Linked DNA regions of Mus musculus: region 1 is linked to region 2. The links are chromatin contacts, called in public Hi-C maps. All regions are on one chromosome and are shown on one strand. Each heading gives the region's core, a stretch centred on a gene start, on an enhancer-like site or on the middle of the called end of the contact. The rest is flanking DNA. Distances are from core to core; before and after follow the strand shown. Region 1 overlaps Gm46119 (a long non-coding RNA gene). Region 2 overlaps Lipc (lipase, hepatic).

What was found. A called contact is a pair of places that touch in the nucleus more often than the background predicts.
Region 1: a contact with region 2 is called in a Hi-C map of centroblasts, with 2.4 times the contacts expected there. The contact joins two enhancer-like sites. A contact is called at or near these places in 1 of 39 promoter capture datasets (the C10 cell line), 2 of 484 Hi-C or Micro-C datasets (the HPC-7 cell line and centroblasts) and 2 of 115 datasets of contacts at active chromatin or transcription factors (the HPC-7 cell line and cardiomyocytes).

The regions. Positions count from the first base shown.
Region 1 is chr9:71,016,697-71,021,273 of GRCm38.p6, reverse strand. It overlaps Gm46119 (a long non-coding RNA gene), which reads left to right. Exons shown (of 4, transcript XR_001779225.1): 4 at 2,203-4,577. Among named protein-coding and RNA genes, the nearest start is that of Gm46119, 9.4 kb to the left of the region's middle. Within about 2 kb of position 2,408, at least 22 of the 459 cell types and tissues checked have an H3K27ac peak or open chromatin away from gene starts, as enhancers often do. A contact at or near this core is called in centroblasts, where this site is marked.
Region 2 is chr9:70,835,511-70,840,058 of GRCm38.p6, reverse strand. All of the region lies in intron 1 of Lipc (lipase, hepatic), which reads left to right. Among named protein-coding and RNA genes, the nearest start is that of Gm32017, 76 kb to the left of the region's middle. Within about 2 kb of position 1,363, at least 103 of the 459 cell types and tissues checked have an H3K27ac peak or open chromatin away from gene starts, as enhancers often do. A contact at or near this core is called in centroblasts, where this site is marked.

The DNA of each region.
Region 1 (4,577 bases), core at 1,159-3,658, 180 kb before region 2:
TTCTGTATTTGTCAGGCTCTGGCAGAGTCTCTCAGGAGACAGCTATATCAGGCGCCTGTCAGCAAGCACTTCTTGGCATCTGCAGTAGTGTCTGGGTTTGGTGTCTGTATATGGGATGAATCTCTGGGTGAGGCAGTCTCTGGATGGTCTTTCCTACATCTCTGCTCCATACTTTGTCCCCATATTTCACTTTGATCTTCCTTCTTCTTGCGCTTCATGTGGTCTGTGAATTTATCTTGAATATTCTGAGCTTTTGGGCTAATATCCACTTATCAGTGAGTGCATACCATGTGTGTTCTTTTGTGACTGGGTTACCTCACTCAGGATGGTTATTTTCTAGTTCCATCCATTTGCCTAAGAATTTCATGAATTCATTGTTTTTAATAGCTGAGTAGTACTCCACTGTGTAAATGTACCACATTTTCTGTATTCATTCCTCTGTTGAGGGACATCTGGGTTCTTTCCAGCTTCTGGCTATTATAAATAAGGCTTCTATGAACATAGTGGAGCATGTGTCCTTGTTATATGTTGGAGCAACTTCTGGGTATATGCCCAGGAGTCATATAGCTGGGTCATCAGGTAGTACTATGTCCAATTTTCTGAGGAACAGCCAGACTGATTTCCAGAGTGGTTGTACCAACTTGCAATCTCACCAGCAATAGAGGTGTTCCTCTTTTTCTACATCCTCGCCAGCATCTGCTGTCACCTGAGTTTTTGATCTTAGCCATTCTGACTGGTGTGAGGTGGAATCTTAGGGTTGTTTTAATTTGCATTTCCCTGATGACTAAAGATATTGAACATTTCTTTAGGTGTTTCTTGGCCATTCAATATTCCTCAGTTGAGAATACTTTGTTTAACTCCAAACCCTATTTTTTAATAGAGTTATTTTGTTCTCTGGAGTCTAATTTCTTGAGTTCTTTGTATATATTGGATACTAGCCCTCTATCAGATGTAGGATTGGTAAAGATCTTTTCCCAATCTGTTGGTTGCCGTTTTGTTCCATTGATAGTGTGCTTTGCCTTACAGAAGCTTTGCAATTTTATGAGGTCCCACTTTAGCTTCTTTCTATTCCCAAGTATTGTCCTGCATCTAACTCTTCTCTGTCCATGGTCTCCTCATATCTGTGAGGTATCATCATTTTCTCTTTGGTTTTCATGACTTTGAGATATATTCCAGTCATTCTATATAGATTTCTTATTCTTCTATATAGATTTCTTATTCTTGCGGGAAATTCATCTGATGATTTATTTTGTCCTTAGGTTGGAGTAAAGAGGTTTTGGAGACGTGACTATAGAAGTGACATGTTCATCCCATCACATCCAAGCAACAGAAGGAGCCCCCAGGTGTATGCCTATTCACCCACAGAGCCCACTTACCCACCCATCATTCACAGTCCCCTTATCCACCCATGGTTCACACCCACCCACCTACAACTGTAACCACAGCCCAGAGGCTAATATTATGGAGCAGGCAGGCTTTTCAAGATGTAGCAAGGGTCCTTAGCCATCCCAAAGGATCGTGACCCACAGCTTGAGAACCACTGCTCTAATCCAGTCCGCACCCCAACATCAAGATGAGTCCTGCTGCTCTACTATCCATGAGATACACAGCTACTATTTAAAGGCCACTGGGAACAGCAGTAACCCAAGTTTGACTCCCCCAGCACCCTTGTGTGTCTTCAGGAAATCCTCTGCTAGTTTCCTGCCAGAGCTTGAGACCTCTCAGAAAAAAAAAACATAAAATTATCTTCTTCAAGCTGTTGAAGGAACTAGCCAGTGTAGGGTTAATTGCGGTGGCCTTTCGATATTCTCTTCTCTGAGGCCCACCCCAGGATAAGAGGAAATGCTACATAGTGAGGAGAGAGCCTTCACCAGGGTCAGAGCCAAGTGACCTTGAGCAAACAGTTGGCCCTGACCTGCAACCTCTTTTCCACACAGGGAAGAACACAAGAGACAAGGCCCCTCTCTCTGCCCTTCCCTAGTTCAGAGAATCAGGTAAGTGAGAGCTTAGACCATGGGCTGGGGTAGAGAGGAAGCAACCACAAGCAGCTATCAGCCTTGGGAAGTTGGTCCAGCCTTGGCAGAAGGCAATGCTTTTTCAGGTCTTTCACTTTTAAAATATGATTTATTTTAATTTCAAATTAATGATTAATTGAATTAATTAAATTAATTCCATTTAATTTTGATTTTTATGTGTCTGTAGGTCTGTACGAACATACAAACGTGGGCACCTATGGAGGCCAGAGAGGGCACTGAATCCCTGGGAGCTGAAGTTAAAGGCAGTCGTGGGCTGCCTGAGATGAGTGCTGAAAACAGAACTGAGGTCTCCTGCAAGAGCCGCAAGTGCTCTTAACCACTGAGCCATGGCCCACCCTCTCGGAGTTGGGTCTTTAGAGCCACGACCATGTTACGGATTTGATAGGCAAAGGCAAATGAGAGTCGGTTTGTGTTGAACCAAATTAACTGTGTGGAGTAGAGGCCAGCTGACTTTTCTTGCAACAATTTTGGTGCTCACCAAAAGCATCCCTGGGGGATCTGCTTCTTTGAGAATCTCCTCTGACGTACCACCTTGGTCAACCGCTGGACTTAGGTTGCTGTTTCACATCCCACATGATTTCCCGGGCAGAAGCCCAAGGCTTTGCCACTTGGCAGAAGTTTCCAACATAAAAGCAAATCTTGGTATGCTCTTCCCTCCCAGAACTCTTAAATCTCTTGTTCATAGCTCAAGGCTTCCTTGTGTTCACATCAGCCCACAGATGGGTGCATTTTTACAATACATCGGACCCAGCATTTCATTTGTCGAGAAGGGAAGCGTTCTGCTAACTCACTGTATTGCTGGGAACAGAACTGATCAAGTTGGCTTATTTTTAGCGAAAGCTAATTTCCGGATCGGATCGCTCTGCACCTGCAGACCTGAGCCAATTTGCATGAATGTGTCTTCCTTTGCTGAGAAAAGCATTTCCAAGGAGGAAAACCAATGGGCTTCTGTCAGAGACAACCAAGAAGCACACCGCCTGCCTGCCTGTCCAGGGGCCCCAGAATGACGATTTCAGCCTACTTTAGAGCTATTATTATGTAAATGTACAGATAACAACTTATTTCGAGAGAACGAAGCTTCTTATGAGCTATGAGGCAAACACTAACTATATTATATATGTCTCCTCAATTTTCACAACTACTCCCTTAGGGAGGTGTTACTAGCTTTCATTTTACAGAAGAGAAAACTAAAGAGAAAAATGGTAAGAGGCTTGCCCAAAGAAAGAGGAAGAAGCAGGAGGCCTTTGGGCCCCTGAGCACACGCCCAAAGCCCTGTTATTATGCAGTTACTGTTGGAAGAAAAGCAGCCAGTGGTAATTCGCCTTCCTGAAGAAGTTAGTTCTTGTGGCATGTCCAGAAGCATCCTTTGTGGTTCTGAACCTGAGCAAGCCTGTTAGAAGCATCCAGGGAGTCTATTCAAAACGTTCCACAAGGGTTGGTGAGGTTGGCTCCGAGAGTAAAGGCACTTGTTCCCAAACCTGAGAAGCTGAGTTCGACCCCTCAGACCTACATGGTAGAGAGAGAGAGAGAACAGACTCCCACACATTGTCTTCTGACCTATGGGTATATATGAAGCACACACGCACACACACACCACCTGACACCTTTCATGTGTGGAGAGTCTAAGCTGTTTAGCCTGGAGTAGGGTCCCACATCTTTACTTGGCGAGAGCTGTGCAGCTAGCAGAGAGGTTCTAATGCACCAGCCTCCTAGGTGAACCAGGGCACCTCTCCCCGCCACTTGCTTTCTCCACTTCATTTCTTTTGGAACACTTCATTGAGTTTCAGCTTCTCAGAAAAATCTGCACCAGGCAAGAAAGAGAGTTGCCACATCAATAGTCACATCTGAGTGTCCCCAGGAGAGTTCCTAAAACTAAGCCTTGGTCCTTCCTATGCAAAATGGCCATCTGTGTTAGAGTGGGCATTTAAGACGATCATATTTCTAGGTGATTGTTGAACAAAGCCAGCTTATTTTGTGTCAGAGCTCTATATCGGCAGAGCATAGAGCTCTCTTAAAGTGGGCAAGAGGAATCCTCTCTCTCTCTCTCTCTCTCTCTCTCTCTCTCTCTCTCTGTGTGTGTGTGTGTGTGTGTGTGTGTGTGTGTGTGTGTGTGTGTGTGTGTGTCTGTCTGTCTGTCTGTCTGTCTGTCTGTCAAAGCCAGAGGCTGGTGTTGGATGTTTCCACTAGACCTGGAGCTCACTGATTGGCTAGATTGACTGGCTAGTGACCCCCCCCAGGGATCTCCCTGTGTCTGTCTGCCCAGCACAGGGACTATGGGGTCGTGCATTCTGTGTCTGGTTTTGCTTTAAGTACTAGGGATCTGAATTCAGGTCTTAATGTTTGTTCTGAGGGTATTTTATCCCTAAACCATCTCCCCTGCCTGTCATAGGGTTCTCCCTGGCTTACAGACATATCTGTCCATATTCAAGTTTGGAAGCAAGTGCCACCACAAGATCTTGTCAGCAAAGAGATTCCAACTGCTCTCCAACACAGGAGACCTTTGATGCTTTTTCTTTCCTAGATTAAAGCTTAAGAAAGGTA
Region 2 (4,548 bases), core at 114-2,613:
CCTAGGGGAAGAGAACACAGCAGAAGGGGAGTGGGTTCAGAACAGCAGACCATGTGTCTCCTGTCATCCTGGAACATCACATGGACACCAAGGGTTTCAAGAAGCTCTTCAGGACAGGGGCACAAAGAAAGCTGCCCATAGACAGAACTTCTTCCCAAACCCAGAAATGCTAAATAAAGGAATGCAGAGACTGGGGCAGTTTGCACTGAAGACATTGTGTCTGAGAGTCTCCGCCTGGTATTGGTCCCCTAAAGCAGCTTCCTTCTTAAAACTTCTCTCTGGCCAGCAGGCAGCCATGTTAAAGTCACTTAGCACAGCCCCAAATCCACACAGCTGCAAAGACCCTTATTCCACATTACCCCTATTGATAGTTCCAGAGACAGTTTGGAATCAGAAAAGACTTCATAAAGACAAAATTTTTTAATGTAATTGAAATGTGTAAAATAAAGCTACGTGTGGTGGTGCATGCCTTTAGTCCCAACACTCAGGAAGCAGAAGCAGGCAGATCTCAGTAAGTTTGAGGGCAGCCTGGTTTGTATAGTGAGCTCCAGACAGCTAGGACCCCAAAAAGAGACCCTGTCTCAAAAATTACTTAATTAGTTAATTAATTGAATAGTCTAAAATAAAGGAAGATCAGAGAAAGAAGGAAGAGAAAGGGGAAACAAAAATGGGGAGCTGTCTAGAGTCCTTTGAGATATAAGCAAACAAGAACTACTCATGTCCAGACAATGTCCAGAAGTTTCTTCTTGCTACAATGCCTTCCCCCTCCCAAGCCTATTCTTGTAAGAGATGGCTGCAATAATGGGCCAACAGCTTCTAACCCAGGAAAGGAACTGGCTGTTAGAAAGGAAGCAGGTACATCCCCCTGCCTCTGGACTTCCCTTCCTCCTGTATTGGTTTATTATGACAAACATTTCCCTAGAATTTTCTAGGATTAGATAATAGAATTATCATGTTATTTTAGCCCACCAGTGTCCAGGCCCTGAGCTTGGTGTCAGGACCCATGAATTCATAACACATGTACAACTCAGAGCCTGGTCACGGAGCCAACAACCTTACAAAGGACAGAGTCTACCTTGAAGATCTACGTAAGGTACCTGAGGTCGAGGGCTGGGGTGCGAGAGAGAGAGGGGGGGGTTGAGAGAGAGAGAAAGAGAGCTTCTGAGCTAGGCAAGGACCTGTGGGCAGGAAGCTCAGACAGTGGGACAACCTGGTGTCGGGGAACATGGCTTGTGAGAACAGGGGACATTATCCTTACCACAGTGAGTTGCCGCTGACTGATTTGGGAGGGGAAGGAAGAAAAGGAAGGAGTGGGTGATGACTCAGTGGAGATGACGGGCACCCCGAGAGGGTTCTGAGAGCAGAAAGCAGAAGTCAGCACAAGCTGCTTGGTTGAGGGCAAGGGGCACTGCAAGTTCAGGCCTTACCCCGTGTAGCATGTTGCCTAATAAGCCCAGACACAGGAGACAATCACTGGGGAGAAAGAAGAGGAGGAGGAGGAGGAGGAGGAAGAGGAGGAGGAGGAGGAGGACTGGGGCTCTCTCGACTGCTTTCTTTCTCTCCCTGTGGTTGGAGAGAGGGGAGTGGGATAGTGATTAGAAGTTCCCATATAGTAGGCTCCTACCATGGTTCCGGCTCCCCATCCATCCATACCCCCCGACACTGTTAATTCCTTTAGGACTGGCCATGCTGGTCTCTCTGAGTCTTCTAGTGCTCCGCCCCTTGAACATCTGTGGTCTATATTCAGGGTTGTTGACACTCCTCACTCCTAGGACTTACCTAAACCCACACATCCTACCACATTTGCCTCCTCTAAATAGCCTGAGCTGAGCCTTCTCCCTGCAGAGGCAAAGACCTAGGCATGCTCCAGGCAAAAAGAGGCTGGACTGAATACCGAGCATCCCTGAGGACACACCACCTTCAGGGGAGATGCCGTGTTCTAGAATATATTCTCTGGTGTGTTTTCAAATCCAAGCACACAGGATCTTTGTGTCTTAGTGTGCGCCAGGCCCCAGGCTCTCCCCAGCCTTGCCCTGGCTTGGTTTCTGGCTCATGATAAGCCCAGGCCTTCTGGCTTCAGTCTCAGGCCCCTGCTTACCCACTTCTGTTCTGATATTCTTGCACCTTCCTGCTTGGTTGACCTCTCTGTAGGCCACCTCTTTCTGTGAAGACTTCAGGCATTCCTATGGGGTTCCCATCTTCACTGACCCCATGGTTCACTGACCCCTCCCATAGAGGTCATTCCCATGGGGTCCCCATCTTCACTGACCCCTCCCACAGAGCCCCTCATCATTGCTGATTATATCTGGGGTATATGACTAGCAGTTGCCTGTTTTAAAAACTCACATTTACTACCTGTGTTCTATTTCTTCCAAAGATCTTGGCCTATCTCAGCTGCCAGTTTGAACCATGAATTCCTAGAGATGCTGTTACAACTTTGAGACATTAATCACTTTGACATGTCCAAGATACTCCTGTTGCCAGGACTCCATGAACACCAGCCTCAGAACAAAGCAGGAAAGGTCCAGACCAAAGTGAGGATGTTTTCAGTTCAGTTTCCCTGCATACCTTCTAAAGCTATACCAGTAGCACAGGCCCTTCAGACCCCAGCCCAGTCCTTACCATCCTGCTTGTCCCTGGTATGCTCTGCTCCTTGGCTTTAAGCACATTTGTCATCTTCCAGGACCAGCTCTGACAGGGAGGATGATACCCACGGGGTACGTTCCCTGTGGGGCCATCTTTATCTGCTTGGATCACCCTGCTCTCTCAGGCCCATCTCAGAGAGGGCAGCCTCCTATATAACAATTAAGCAGTTATAGTGTATGCGTAGTATCAGGCATGATATCCAGATATCTATCTAGATGAGAATCTAGGGAGACACTTGGACCTCACTCTCCACTCTGGGGGGGGGGGTTCAGCCCCCAGTGTCCTCCGAGGTGAAGGACAGCTGAGCTTCCCGAGCAGTATTTGAACAGCCATGGTGGAAAGTTGAAGCAAGAAGCAACAAACCAGCAACTTTTACTCAAGTTTCTGAAGATTAGATTTTAAAGACATGAAAATTCCAGCAGGCATGGTAGCCTATGCCTGTAATCTCAGCACTTGGGAGGCTGAGGCAGGAGAATGACCACTTGATGCCAGCCTGAGATACACCAGACTCTGTTTCAAAGACAAACAAAATCCAACCAAACAAACTAAGAGGTAAATATCCCCATGGCTTATGAGTTTAAAGAGTACAAAACAGAAAAGAGTTTTGGTCTTCCCTCCCTGCCCCGCCATCTCTTAGTCCACTTCAGATGTCCATATCTTCTCAGTGTCTCCTTACACAGATCAAAGTGAATGTAAATGCATTTACTGGCCCCTCTGCCCCCTGAAAGGCATCACAGGCTAGCTGGCATTTGATAATATTGTTTATCACTTAGCAATACATTCTACAGATCTTTCCAGATGGATACCAAGGGATTTGTCTCTGGACTCTATATGGACATCGGAGATATTGTCAGTATTTTATAACTACAGATGATATGACAGAAAATGATTTTGTATTTATTTCATTTTATAAATGTATAGACAGATCCACAGGGTAAGTTCCTACCAAGTAAATACTGGGGCAAAGTAAATACTGGGGTCTCTAAAATGGCTCTGCAGGTAAAGGTGCTTGCTGCCAAATCTGAGGACCTGAGTTCAATCCCCAGGACTGACATGGTGAAAAGAGAGAACCAACTCTGCAAATTGTCTTCTGACAAGAGTTCTAGAGCATGTGCCAACCCCCCAAATAAATAGGTTTGTTTGTTTGTTGTTTTTCAAAATCAATGTGTTTAAGAGTTGGAGCTATAAGCCGGGCGTGGTGGCACATGCCTTTAATCCCAGCACTCGGGAGGCAGAGGCAGGTGAATTCCTGAGTTCGAGGCCAGCCTGGTCTACAAAGTGAGTTCCAAGACAGCCAGGGCTACACAGAAAAAACCCTGTCTCAAATAACAAAACAAAACAACAACAACAACAACAAAAAAAGGAGTTGGAGATATAGCTCAATGGTAGAGCACAAGACCTTGGCATCTGTAGCTTTTGTGACTTGCCTTTCCTCTCCTTGGGAGTGGCATAGGTTTTCACTCTGCCAGCCTGTCTAGAAGGAATATGGCCAAGTATAAATATTTACCTGTCTAACAGTGAGGTTGTAGCAGCATACCCTCAGTTTGTGTTTTTTGTCTGACGACTGAGGGTTGGATCTAAACACATGTTAGAGACCATCTGTGTTCCTTTTTCTGTGAAATATCTCTGTGTCCTATGGACCCAGCACCTGCCGTACCAGGCAGTGCAGCAGAAACTTTACACATCTTCCTCCTTTACTTACAATGCTATGCAGAGGCTACCTGTAAACTTGCCCAAGGTGCACCATGCACTGGAGTGGATCCACAGTGCTCATGTATAGGCCAGAGGACAACTTTCCTTCCTTCCTTCCTTCTTTTCTTCTTTTTCCTTCTCACCCTCCTCTTCCCTCTCCTCCTTTTCCTCCTCTTCCTCCTCTTTCTTTTGGAGACAGGGTTTCTCTGG